Regions from separate parts of the Mus musculus genome. Here region 1 is linked to region 2. Evidence: chromatin contacts called from public ChIA-PET data. All regions are on one chromosome and are shown on one strand. Each heading gives the region's core, a stretch centred on a gene start, on an enhancer-like site or on the middle of the called end of the contact. The rest is flanking DNA. Distances are from core to core; before and after follow the strand shown. Region 1 overlaps Acvrl1 (activin A receptor, type II-like 1). Region 2 overlaps Gm52176 (a long non-coding RNA gene).

Evidence for each region. ChIA-PET counts read pairs in DNA pulled down with a chosen protein or histone mark.
Region 1: an RNA polymerase II ChIA-PET map of memory CD8 T cells shows a contact between it and region 2, with 8 read pairs. The contact joins two enhancer-like sites. A contact is called at or near these places in 3 of 39 promoter capture datasets (3T3-L1-derived adipocytes, hippocampal neurons and pre-B cells) and 2 of 115 datasets of contacts at active chromatin or transcription factors (memory CD8 T cells and stem cell-derived neural progenitor cells).

What each region holds. Positions count from the first base shown.
Region 1 is chr15:101,143,549-101,148,483 of GRCm38.p6, forward strand. Acvrl1 (activin A receptor, type II-like 1) reads left to right here. Exons shown (of 11, transcript NM_001277257.1): 11 at 1-1,788. Among named protein-coding and RNA genes, the nearest start is that of Acvrl1, 17 kb to the left of the region's middle. Within about 2 kb of position 2,108, at least 296 of the 459 cell types and tissues checked have an H3K27ac peak or open chromatin away from gene starts, as enhancers often do. A contact at or near this core is called in memory CD8 T cells, where this site is marked.
Region 2 is chr15:100,902,613-100,908,000 of GRCm38.p6, forward strand. Gm52176 (a long non-coding RNA gene) reads right to left here. Exons shown (of 3, transcript XR_003951486.1): 3 at 2,527-5,388. It also overlaps a transcript of Scn8a not described here. Among named protein-coding and RNA genes, the nearest start is that of Gm52176, 17 kb to the right of the region's middle. Within about 2 kb of position 3,454, at least 48 of the 459 cell types and tissues checked have an H3K27ac peak or open chromatin away from gene starts, as enhancers often do. A contact at or near this core is called in memory CD8 T cells, where this site is marked.

The sequences.
Region 1 (4,935 bases), core at 858-3,357, 240 kb after region 2:
GAGTGAAGAGAGTGTGCACGCTGCCCTGTGTGTGCCTGCTCAGCTTGGCTCCCAGCCCATCCAGCCAAAAATACAGCTGAGCTGAAATTCGATCTGCCTCCGTCTGGGCTGCTCAAAGTGGCCGGCTCTCTGACGCCTGGCTGGGTTCCCCATCCCCAAGGCCAGCAGGGTACACCCACTACCACTCCCAGGGCAGGGTGGCCAAGCCAGGGAATCCCGGGCCCGGATCCTGGGCTTTCACTCTTCCCTACCCTTGGTCAACCTTACTGAACTGTCAGAGCTGCCAGGATGGCACAGGGCCCTGTCCAGCTTCAGCAGACATTCCACCTGCCGGGGCTCAGCCAGGGATACTCAGCAGCCTCAGTGTCTCTCTGTGGGTGTTTATTGCTTCTATGATGCCTTTTAGTTGTCCTGATTAGAGCCCCTGGCTAGTCTCTTGGGACAGGCGGTACCTGACTCTTCCACCCTCTGTCCCCTTACCATCTCAGCTGACTCACTAGGTCATCAAAATCCAAGGGCTCTCTGAGGAGAAGGTCAATCATGGTGGAAGCGATCGACCCAGCATTGCTCCGTTCGATAGGAGAGGTCTTCACCATCTTACCATCTTAGGTTTTGCCTCAATGTCCTCTGAGGTGTCTCAGAGCCTGATTTTCTTTGAAGCTCAGGCTGTGTGAAAGCTGAGTCTTGTCTATTATGCCCTGTCCGCTGTCGCTTGAGTCAAGCTGGGGTTTGTAAATAACGGCCAGGTTCCAGCATGGCCTAAAGTGCCCCCTAGGCTAGTCTCCAGGCCCCAGTTCTTGCCTTAAGCTATGCTAGCAGCCACCTCAGGACCCAGGCAGTACAAGAACTTCTGACTCCCTCTGCGGCTTGGCCTTCTGCCCAGGGCTCAAGGGTGGCTTCCTTTGGGGTCTCCAATACTGAAAGAAACTTAGCCCCTGTCAAGAAGCCTCCAGCAACCAGGGTTCTGCTCCCCACCCCCACCCCCGGCTGTGACTCTCTGGCCAAAGCCCACACCCTGGGCCAGACCCCAGAAAGTGAGCCTTGGGAGAACGTAGCCTAGAGAAACACAGAGAGTCTGGTATTTAGAAATGTGAAGGGTTCACCCACGTACTGAACAGGTGAAACTGAAGCCTGGGTTGATGGACTGAAGAGAAGTGAACTGTAGGCGAGGCTTAAGAAGGGTAAAGCAGGGTTCAGGCAAGAGACAAGGTCAGCCTCCATCTTGGGAAGACCTGGCCTAGAAACTATTGGCCACTGAAGGGAGAAACGGCGAGAGTTCATCATGCTCCACACAGGCCCCGACCTCTTGAGTTCCTCCAGTGTGACCTCCCAGCTCTCCAGCGCTGTTCTCTCTCTCAAGCCTGTCTTTCAGCAATATGCAAGGACCAAGGAGAACCAGGAAGTGAAACGAGACAAAAACAGAAAGTAGTCCGGCTTTCCCCAGACCAGTGGGGGCAAAGTCTGAAGGTTCTCCCGTCACTGGAGCCAGGGAATCGCTTTCTTGCCTGAAGGATTTTATTTCTACTGAACTTGGGAACAAATTTATCCCCAGACTCCACAGTCAGAGCCAGAAGACAGTAGCTCCTCCAAGGCCAGGAAATCCTAAGTGGAGGTGGGGGGGGGGGGTTGAACAACTGGAAACGTGGCAAGGAGAGTGGCCCTCTAGAGACAACTATCTTCAAATGCTTCCCAGTGCAGGTGTGTGAGTGGAACCACACAGTTTGTGGGAGCACTTGGCCTGTGACAGGCATGTAGTAGGTCTTCAATAAACCATGTTTGACCCCCTGAGTTTCTGCTGCCTTCCAGGCTAGTACCCCCCCGCAGTGGTCCAGTTGCAGGGGTCCAGAGAGAACCCTAGGGGGATGGGAAGTAGAGCATCCCAAAGTACACACCACCAAATTTCCCTGGGACAGGCTTGCTCTAGAATGCCCCCATACCTAGAACCGTGCTGAGTGAGGTTCAAACTTCAGATCCCACCCGGGATAGACAGCAACCTGATCCATGACAGCCACGTCGCCCTCTGCTGGCCAATGCGCTGCCCACGGCTGCCCTGCTCCCTTCCTACAGCGGGCTGGCTCCTCCCAGTAGGCCTGGGCCCTCCTTCCCGTCCCTGCCGCAGCGTGCGTGCTTGCGTGCATGCGTTCAGCTGTTCTGGGCTGTAGGGACTGTGCCTGGAAACCACACCTAGCAAAGGAGCTTTGTGCTTCCTTACTCAGAGGCGGCTCCGCCCCTCCCTGTTCAGCTCCTTCTTAATTCCCTCCCTAGGTGCTCCCCACCCCTTGTCTGCAATTAGTCCACACCCCCGGAATGAAAAGCTCCCCTTACCTGGAAATCTCAGAGAACACCTCATGTCCCCTTCCGCCCCACCCCAGAAACTATGAGCAAAGTGCCACTGGAGGGGTGAGAGAGAATAGGAGACCGTACTGAAGGAAGCTGGGAGGAGTCTTTTGGTTCAATCCAGCCCAGAAATACAAACTTTCTAAGAAGAGGGTGTTGGACCTTTCTTAGGAAAACAGGGAGGGTGCCCCAGTTTCTTCTGCGGTTGACAATTTGGTCTGCTCCCCATGCCTCCCAAGTGGGCACAAATCTGCAGCCTTCTGCGCTGGGGTCGTGGACCTCTCCCTGGCACATACAGCAGACAAGACCTTTCCCGAGGACTCTGAAGGGAGCCCTCAGAGGATGGTGACACTAATAGCATTCCCATTCTCCCACCTTTCCTTCCCCTGGAGTCCACACAGCCTGGCAGGCCAGGCCCCTAAATGACCACAGTGTGGTTGAGGACCGGGAAAAGGGCAGCGGGAAAACAGCCGTGCAAGAGTTCCGTGTGGGCTGGACAGGATCTGGCAGGACTGACCCGTCACCATGCTGTTAGAAGAGAATCTTTCGAGGTTACTAGGACCCAAATTCTTGGCCACTTGCACATGCTGTTACTGCCTTGGGGGAAAAGAAAGAGAAATCGCAAGCCTCTCTGCTCTTTGCTCTGATTTCCTGCGGTGACCCCAGCCTCCAACTTCCTTATTACATATAAAAAGTGAGGAAGCATTTCTATCCCTCCCTGAGAGGGTATGGTTGGTAGGGCATGCAAAACGGAGTGAGGGTGGCCCCTGCAGCCTGAGCCTTGACACTGACGCTCAGCCCTTCCTCTGCCAAGGCCTCTTGGTACCCCGGCTTTCATGGACAGCTCCTTTCCTTCCCAGACTCCATCCTCTCTCAGTCCTACCTCACCCTAGCCTGTGAGGAAGGAGCAATGCCTCCCCTGGCTTACCCCTTGCATTAAGATCAGCATCCCAAAGCCAGGTGTAGCCAGGCATACCTACAATCCCAGCACCTGGGAGGTGGAGGCAGGAGGATCAGGATTTCAGGGTTATCCTTAGCCACAAGATGATTTCAGAGGTCAGTCAGGGATACAAACGGAATAAAGAAATGGCAGCCCAAAAGATGGCAAAATCTGCATGCATTGAAGCCTACTCTGGGATAGGGTAGGGGTTTGTGTGCCCAGTCCAGTGTCCCAGGGCTGGGATTGATGGTAACTGTGCAGTCATCGCTCCGGGTGGGCGACTCTTGAAACAAGCTGCTGCTTCTACCAGGACCACATTCCGTTTGCTAGAAATAGAGACAGAGGGCTCCTCGACTTTGCATACAATTTGCATAATGTCATAGACACACTGTCTATTTTCAGGCAGTTTCCAGGTTCAAGTGTTACCACTGTTGCCCTGAGGGGTGTCATGTCTGGATGAGTCTCTGTTCTTTCTCACCCACCCACTCCTATTGACCTACATCCCCGGCTGCAGGAACACAAGAAGGGGAGGGCTGCCCAGGGAGACACAGTGGCGGCGAGAAGCCAGGGCATACTAGATTATCACCTCCATCACCAACAGCCCCTCCGCCGGTTGCGGTTGCCCAAGGGCAACTGATAGCGGCAGATAGGACGAAGGATTCAAGTACCCCAGCTCCCTTCCTTCCTCTGCCACCAGAACTGCCTGTCTGAGTGTTCAGACTTCTGACAGTTTCAAAGCAGGAGAAGGAGGAGGAGGAAAGGGAGGAAGAGGAGGAGGAAGACGGTTAGACAGATAAATAGATAACTTGGGCTTGAGCCACCTAGATTGACTTGCTTGTCCCCCAGATAATTGCAATAGGGGAACAGCGCTAACCTGCAGTCCACCACTCTCCTGCATCACGTCTGTGCTGAGTACCTGGCTGACCTAGAGTTGTGCCCTTCACTAGGACTGGTTGGGATGACTGTCACCGAGTTGCTTACGACCTTGGCAGGTCTTTGGCCTCTCCTCTGAGAAGAAGTGAGGCTGGCGATTAAAAGAATTCCCACTTTATAGTGACTTGTCCTTGGTCACTGAGGCTCAGGACTGGACTTCTTCTCTGGGCTCCCTCCTGTAAACACTCAAGCCCGGGGCCCCTGCTGGAGTATACAGTACAGCTTTCGCTGAATGCCAGAGCAATGCGTCTGGATTCTGGAAATCCCAAGACAGCTCAGTTAGGCTGATCAGCAGCAAGGCACTACCCAGAATTCCCAGTCTCTGGCATCCAATTCCCCTGGACCTGCCTCATCCCTTCAGGCAGGCGTTTCCTGTTGATAAGAAGCTTAGTTACAAACACTGATAAAGAGATGAAAAAGGAAGTCGACAGGCTAGGGTATGGCGGGCATTAGGTCTGCCTTTGCTACCCCTCTTCCTGCTTGATGCCACACACCCCTTCCCCCCACCCCCACCCCGCAACCATTTCCCAGAACTGCGCAGAAAACAGGCCCCCACCTCCACTCCCTATTTTGGAGACTCCCGTTATTTGGCCCGAAGTCTTACATAGTTCTCAGAACCCTGGGAGAGGAGCTTTGGAAGCAGGAAGCACTGAGTGCCGGGTCCCCCCAACCCCAAGTCCAGGGGCAAGGGCCGAGGCACAGAAAGTACTGCCCCACAGGTTGGG
Region 2 (5,388 bases), core at 2,204-4,703:
TAGACTCTTTTGTCACAGTCTGCATTCTCTCTTCAGATCCCCTGACATCCTGGTGAACTTTTACAAACCTTATATATGTAAGGTTCACTCTTCCTGAAGTACAACTTTATGGCTTTTGATATATCTCTCTGGTAACATAGATGCCCTCCGTTTTCTAAAGCCTCAGTTTTCTCATTCAGGGAATCGAATTTGTGGTTGTGATTTGTTCTGTCTACTACTGTTGTTATAAAAGGAAGTAAGATACTAATCATTACAACTTAGTGTGCATACAAATAAAAAATGCTTTTATACATAAAACATGAGTATTTAACGAGGGGATGGGTAATTGTGTGTCTTGAATCAATCTAGAATAACCTGGAAGCAATGTCTTTATTTATTTATTTATTTATTTATTTATTTATTTATTTAACTTGGTTTTTCGAGACAGGGTTTCTCTGTATAGCCCTGGCTCTCCTGGAACTTACTTTGTAGACCAGGCTGGCCTTGAACTCAGAAATCCGCCTGCCTCTGCTTCCCAAGTGCTGGGATTAAAGCCCTGTGCCACCACCGCCCAGTGGGAAGAATGTCTTAATGAAGCACCAATTATCTTGATTAGTGGGAAGACCTGCCCACCAGAAGTCCCGCCTGCTGGGGGGTGGCAACATTTCCTAGACAGGGGTTCTGAGCTGTGTAAAAAGCCCCTGAGTGCCATCAGGTGTGCTAGTCTGTTGTTTTTGCTCTTGGCTGTGGATGTCATGTAACGAGTTCTTCCAAGCTCTTATGACTTTCCTGCCATGAGGGACTGTAACTTGGAGCTATGACCCTAATAAGCTCTTTCCCCCTTAAATTCCTTTGTCAGAGCCATAGCAGCAGGAAAAGTTAATTAAAATGTCAATTTTAAAAGTCAGAATGGCTAATTAAATAGTTGATCAGAGTATAAAATGTCAAGCAGTTTTTTCCTGCCTATGTAAAATTTGGCTTTTGAAGTGATTGCTCTGTGCGAGGCATTAAGTTTTGCTAGTAGTGTGTACAGAGAGAAAGAAGATCCTGGTTAAATCTGCAGAGGTGTTTGTGACCTCATAGCCAAGTTTCCCTAAGGGCGGCGCGAGGCAGCACTTAGGGATAGGTTGGATTGTGTTCGGTTCTTTAGTAGCAAACTGATCTGTTTGGGGGCCTAATTTATAAAGGCATCTGTCTGGCAACACAACATGGTCCGACTGCCCAGTTTCTCAGGGCCACACGGGGATACCCCACATTGGTCTGAAGGAAGAAGGCCTGGGAGACACCATGGATTGGCTACTTTGAATAATTTCAGTGGGCTTTGGGGCCCAGGGGTCGTCCTGGGTGGCCTGCTTTGCTCAGTGCAGACTGCATCTCAGCGAGGCGCACCATTAGCCATTACTTTAGCCTTGTGATCAGCGATGCCAAGAAATCCAAGAAAGCAGAGAATGCCAGCATCACCTCCCCCCTCAACCCATGAGCCGCTCCTCATCCACTAGCTGAGTGATTCAACGGGTTATTGACTGCCTACTCGAAAACAAGGATTCAGATGTACAGAAGAGAGGTCTGTGCCCTCGAGGGGCCCATGGTATTCAAGAAAAACAGATTCATTCACCCACTGGGCGAACATTTATTAACCACCTACCGTATTTTAGGCACTTGGCTAATCTCTGAAGGTACATTTTAGTCACACAGATGAGATGTTCATAAAGGAACAGTTAATATTTAAGCAAACACGTGTTTTCTCTTTTTGCTCTGGATATCTTCTCTTCCCCCTCCCTCCCCCATCATCCCCTCTCTTCCCCCTCCCTCCCCCATCATCCCCTCTCTTCCCCCTCCCTCCCCCATCATCCCCTCTTTTCCCCCCTTCTTCCCCCATCACCCCCTCTCTTCCACCCTCCCTCCCATCATCCTCTCTTCCACCCTCCCTCCCCCATCATTCCCTCTCTTCCACAACTCCCTCCCCATCATCCTCTCTTCCACCCTCCCTCCCCCATCATCCCCTCTCTTCCTCCTCCCTTCCCCATCATCCCCTATTTTCCCCCTTCTTCCCCCATCACCCCCTCTCTTCCACCCTCCCTCTCATCATCCTCTCTTCCACCCTCTCTCCCCATCATCATCCTCTCTTCCACCCTCCCTCCCCCATCATCCCCTCTCTTCCCCCTCCCTTCCCCATCATCCCCTCTTTTCTCCCTTCTTCCCCCATCACCCCCTCTCTTCCACCCTCCCTCCCATCATCCTCTCTTCCACCCTCCCTCCCCCATCATCCCCTCTCTTCCACCCTCTCTCCCCATCATCCTCTCTTCCACCCTTCCTCCCCCCATCATCCCCTCTCTTCCACAACTCCCTCCCCCATCATCCCCTCTCTTCCTCTCTCCCTCCTCACCCTGTCATGTGCAGCCATCGTTTTGGATTCAGGGGAGCTGGAGCCCAGACTTTTCACACTATGAAGAACCTGAGTGGAGGAATCTGCACACAGATTCTCTCTAAAGGGAAAAAAAAAAAAAAAAAAAAAAAAACCTCAGAAAACCTTTACTTAGTCGGTTGAGCTTTTCATGGTTGCTTCTCACAGCATTGGCAGGAAGTGGCCAGGAAGTGGGGAGATTAGAGGCTCTGGGGCACACTGGAGGCTGTGAGGACAGCTCTACACGGTTAGGTTTGCTGTCAACAGACTGCCTGGATACCCTCCCTTTTCTAAAGCCTCAGGTTTGTCATTCAGAGAATTGAATTTGTGGTTGTGATTTGTTCTGTCTACCACTGTTGTTAAAAAAGGAAGTAAGATACTAATCATATAATTTAGTGTGCCTACAAATAAAAAATGCTTTTATATATAAAACATGGGTGTATAACAAGGGGATGGATAATTGTGTGTCTTTGTTTGTTTCTGACATTGACTTCAAGAAGTGAGACCCGAGAGCCCTTGTCTTTGTTTCCGAACAAATGTCTTCCTAATGTATGGCTGTAATGTAGTAGCCGGTTGTTTTCTGATACTTGCTATTTTTAATAAATGAGTCTTGGGATTTCAAGGGCAATAACTAAAGAATATTTTTTAGTTTTCTTCAAGATCTAGGATGCGTAGTATATTCTAGGCACTCAGCTACTATTTGTTAGTTTATTGATATTTGTTGACTGTTTAACATACCCAAATAAGCTTCGAAGACTGATTCCAAAGCAGGATGTATTCGAGTAAGTGAGAGGTCTGTGTGTGTCGAATGTGGTTATCGTGAAGCTGGGAGCATGGTCCTGACGCAGGCCCTAAGGCACTCTAAGTTTCCTGTGGGAAGCAGGATAACTAGCCAGTGGGAGAATCTGAGGTAGTAATGAAAATGGGGTTTGAGCTGATGGGCTGATGAGGTGGGGTGGAAGTGAAGGTCATATTGGTGAGGCTTAACAACTTGTTTACAGTTTTCAAGTGAGCTGTGCTGTATAAATGGGTCCTTTGCAGTTGAGGTTTCCTGTTTACAAAGCCCTTTCCTCCCAAGAGAGACTATCTCTTAGGCCACCGATGCTACCGATGTCTCCAGTGGTATAATGCACGTACAGTGTTGCAGGTTTCCGTGTTGGCTTTTGGCAGTTCTGCAGTCGAGCTGAGCGGACCAGGGAGATTGATTGGCAGCCTATTATGGAGTCCTGCTGAGATTTGGGTTATTTTTCTTGAGAAAGGTAAAGAGGATTCTTCTTGACGGGAGAGATGACCGTGATTCCATGATGGCCCCCTCTCCTCCTCCCCCCACCCCCCCCGTAGATGAAGTAGAAGGTACCTCATGTGGGAGTAGTAGTTGAGTATGGGAGTCAAAGGCCTGTTTGTGTGCTCAGTGATTTGGTATTTCTCTTGTCCAAGAATTATGGCAGCTTGGCAGGTTATTCTACCCATCATTCCATGCAAATCCACAAAGCTGGGTAGCTTCTGAAGAGAAGAGGTTTAATGTTGTACACCAGGAGGCTGAGGGTCCAGACGTCACAGCACACGCCATGCTAAGGTACCAAGAGCTACTTTTCCTGAGGGAATGTCCCTGAAACTTGTCAGGCAGCAGCACAGGAGCCAGACTGTGTTAGTGCCCTCTAAAGGTCTCTACACCCCAGCGGCCTGCTGACTTACTGCTAGGCCCCACCTTATAAAAAGTCTCTTTACCTCTTAACAGCCTTTGGGGTGCATACTCAGACTAAAGCGTGGACTTCCTTCCACCTCATGTTAACTTAGTTGCATGTTAGTAACTGCTACTCACATACTCAGTGTTAGTCAGTGAGTGGACAAGATAAGGTAGACATGTTTCTTTCTCTTGAATTTCAGGATGAAACCTAAGTGAACACAGAGGAGTGTGTGTAGCTTGTTTGGATGAGCAGTTAGAACACATAGCTACAATAGCCCCCGTCTGGTTACTTACTACCTGTCTGGACGAGCAGTTAGAACATAGAGCTACTGTAGCTGCTGTCTGGTTACTTAGCTGTCTGGTTACTTACTTACCTGTCTGGACAAGCACTTAGAACACATAGCTACCATAGCGGCTGTCTGGTTACTTAGCTCTGGTGTGGAGCAGGGGCAACTCTTTGACCTCAAAATTAACATCAGAAATGGTTGGTTCAAACTTACAGGGGCAAATTCTGAACATTGAGGAGTTTTGTTGAAATGGGCTGCCTCAGGAGGTACCGTGATCTGTTGGCCATAGGTAGTATGGCAGTGGCTTTTTCTTGGCGATTCATGAAGGAATATATCTTGAGTATTTCTGTTCTGAAGATCTGAGATCTCAGATGGTCCCAAAGTGTTAAAATGGAGCTCCAAAAACTTTTCGATTCTAGGGTGTTTTGTATTTTGGGCTTCTGAATCAAGGATGCTTGGACAACAGAGTCCTTCGAAGACACACTAAGTGTGGAAATCCCTGGAATCTGGAACACTTCCGTTCCGGGTGTTCCACATAAAGGACACTCGCCTGCACACAGGTATCAGGTGAGCGTTGGGCAAGGAAAGGGTCACATTCTCGGTACTGCTGACTTTTGAACATGGTGATTTGGTGATGGGGGTAAGCTAAGCATTTTAAAATGTTTAGTAGCATCTCTGCATCTACCACTTGATAATAGTGACACTCTCCTAAGCTGGGACACTCCACAGCGGCATCTCCAGATAGCATTGGTTAGTTAACCCTGAGAGATGAGACCCAGAGACAACTCTGGAAATGGACATTTGTTTTGGGGGAGGGGTGCATCGTGTGGCATAGATTATTAGCATATGAGAAGAGATTTCAAGGCCTGTGTAATTGGGGTGGTGGTTTTCTGTTACACTCCAATTTAGGGAGACTTTCAGGGGTCCAGAATTTTCAGGATATTCGTGATGTTGGTAAGCTTGAAAATGCTGGCTGTTCTTTGTGACTTTTTTCTGGGCGAGGCTCATGGGAGAGTGGGGAGCCTTAGACA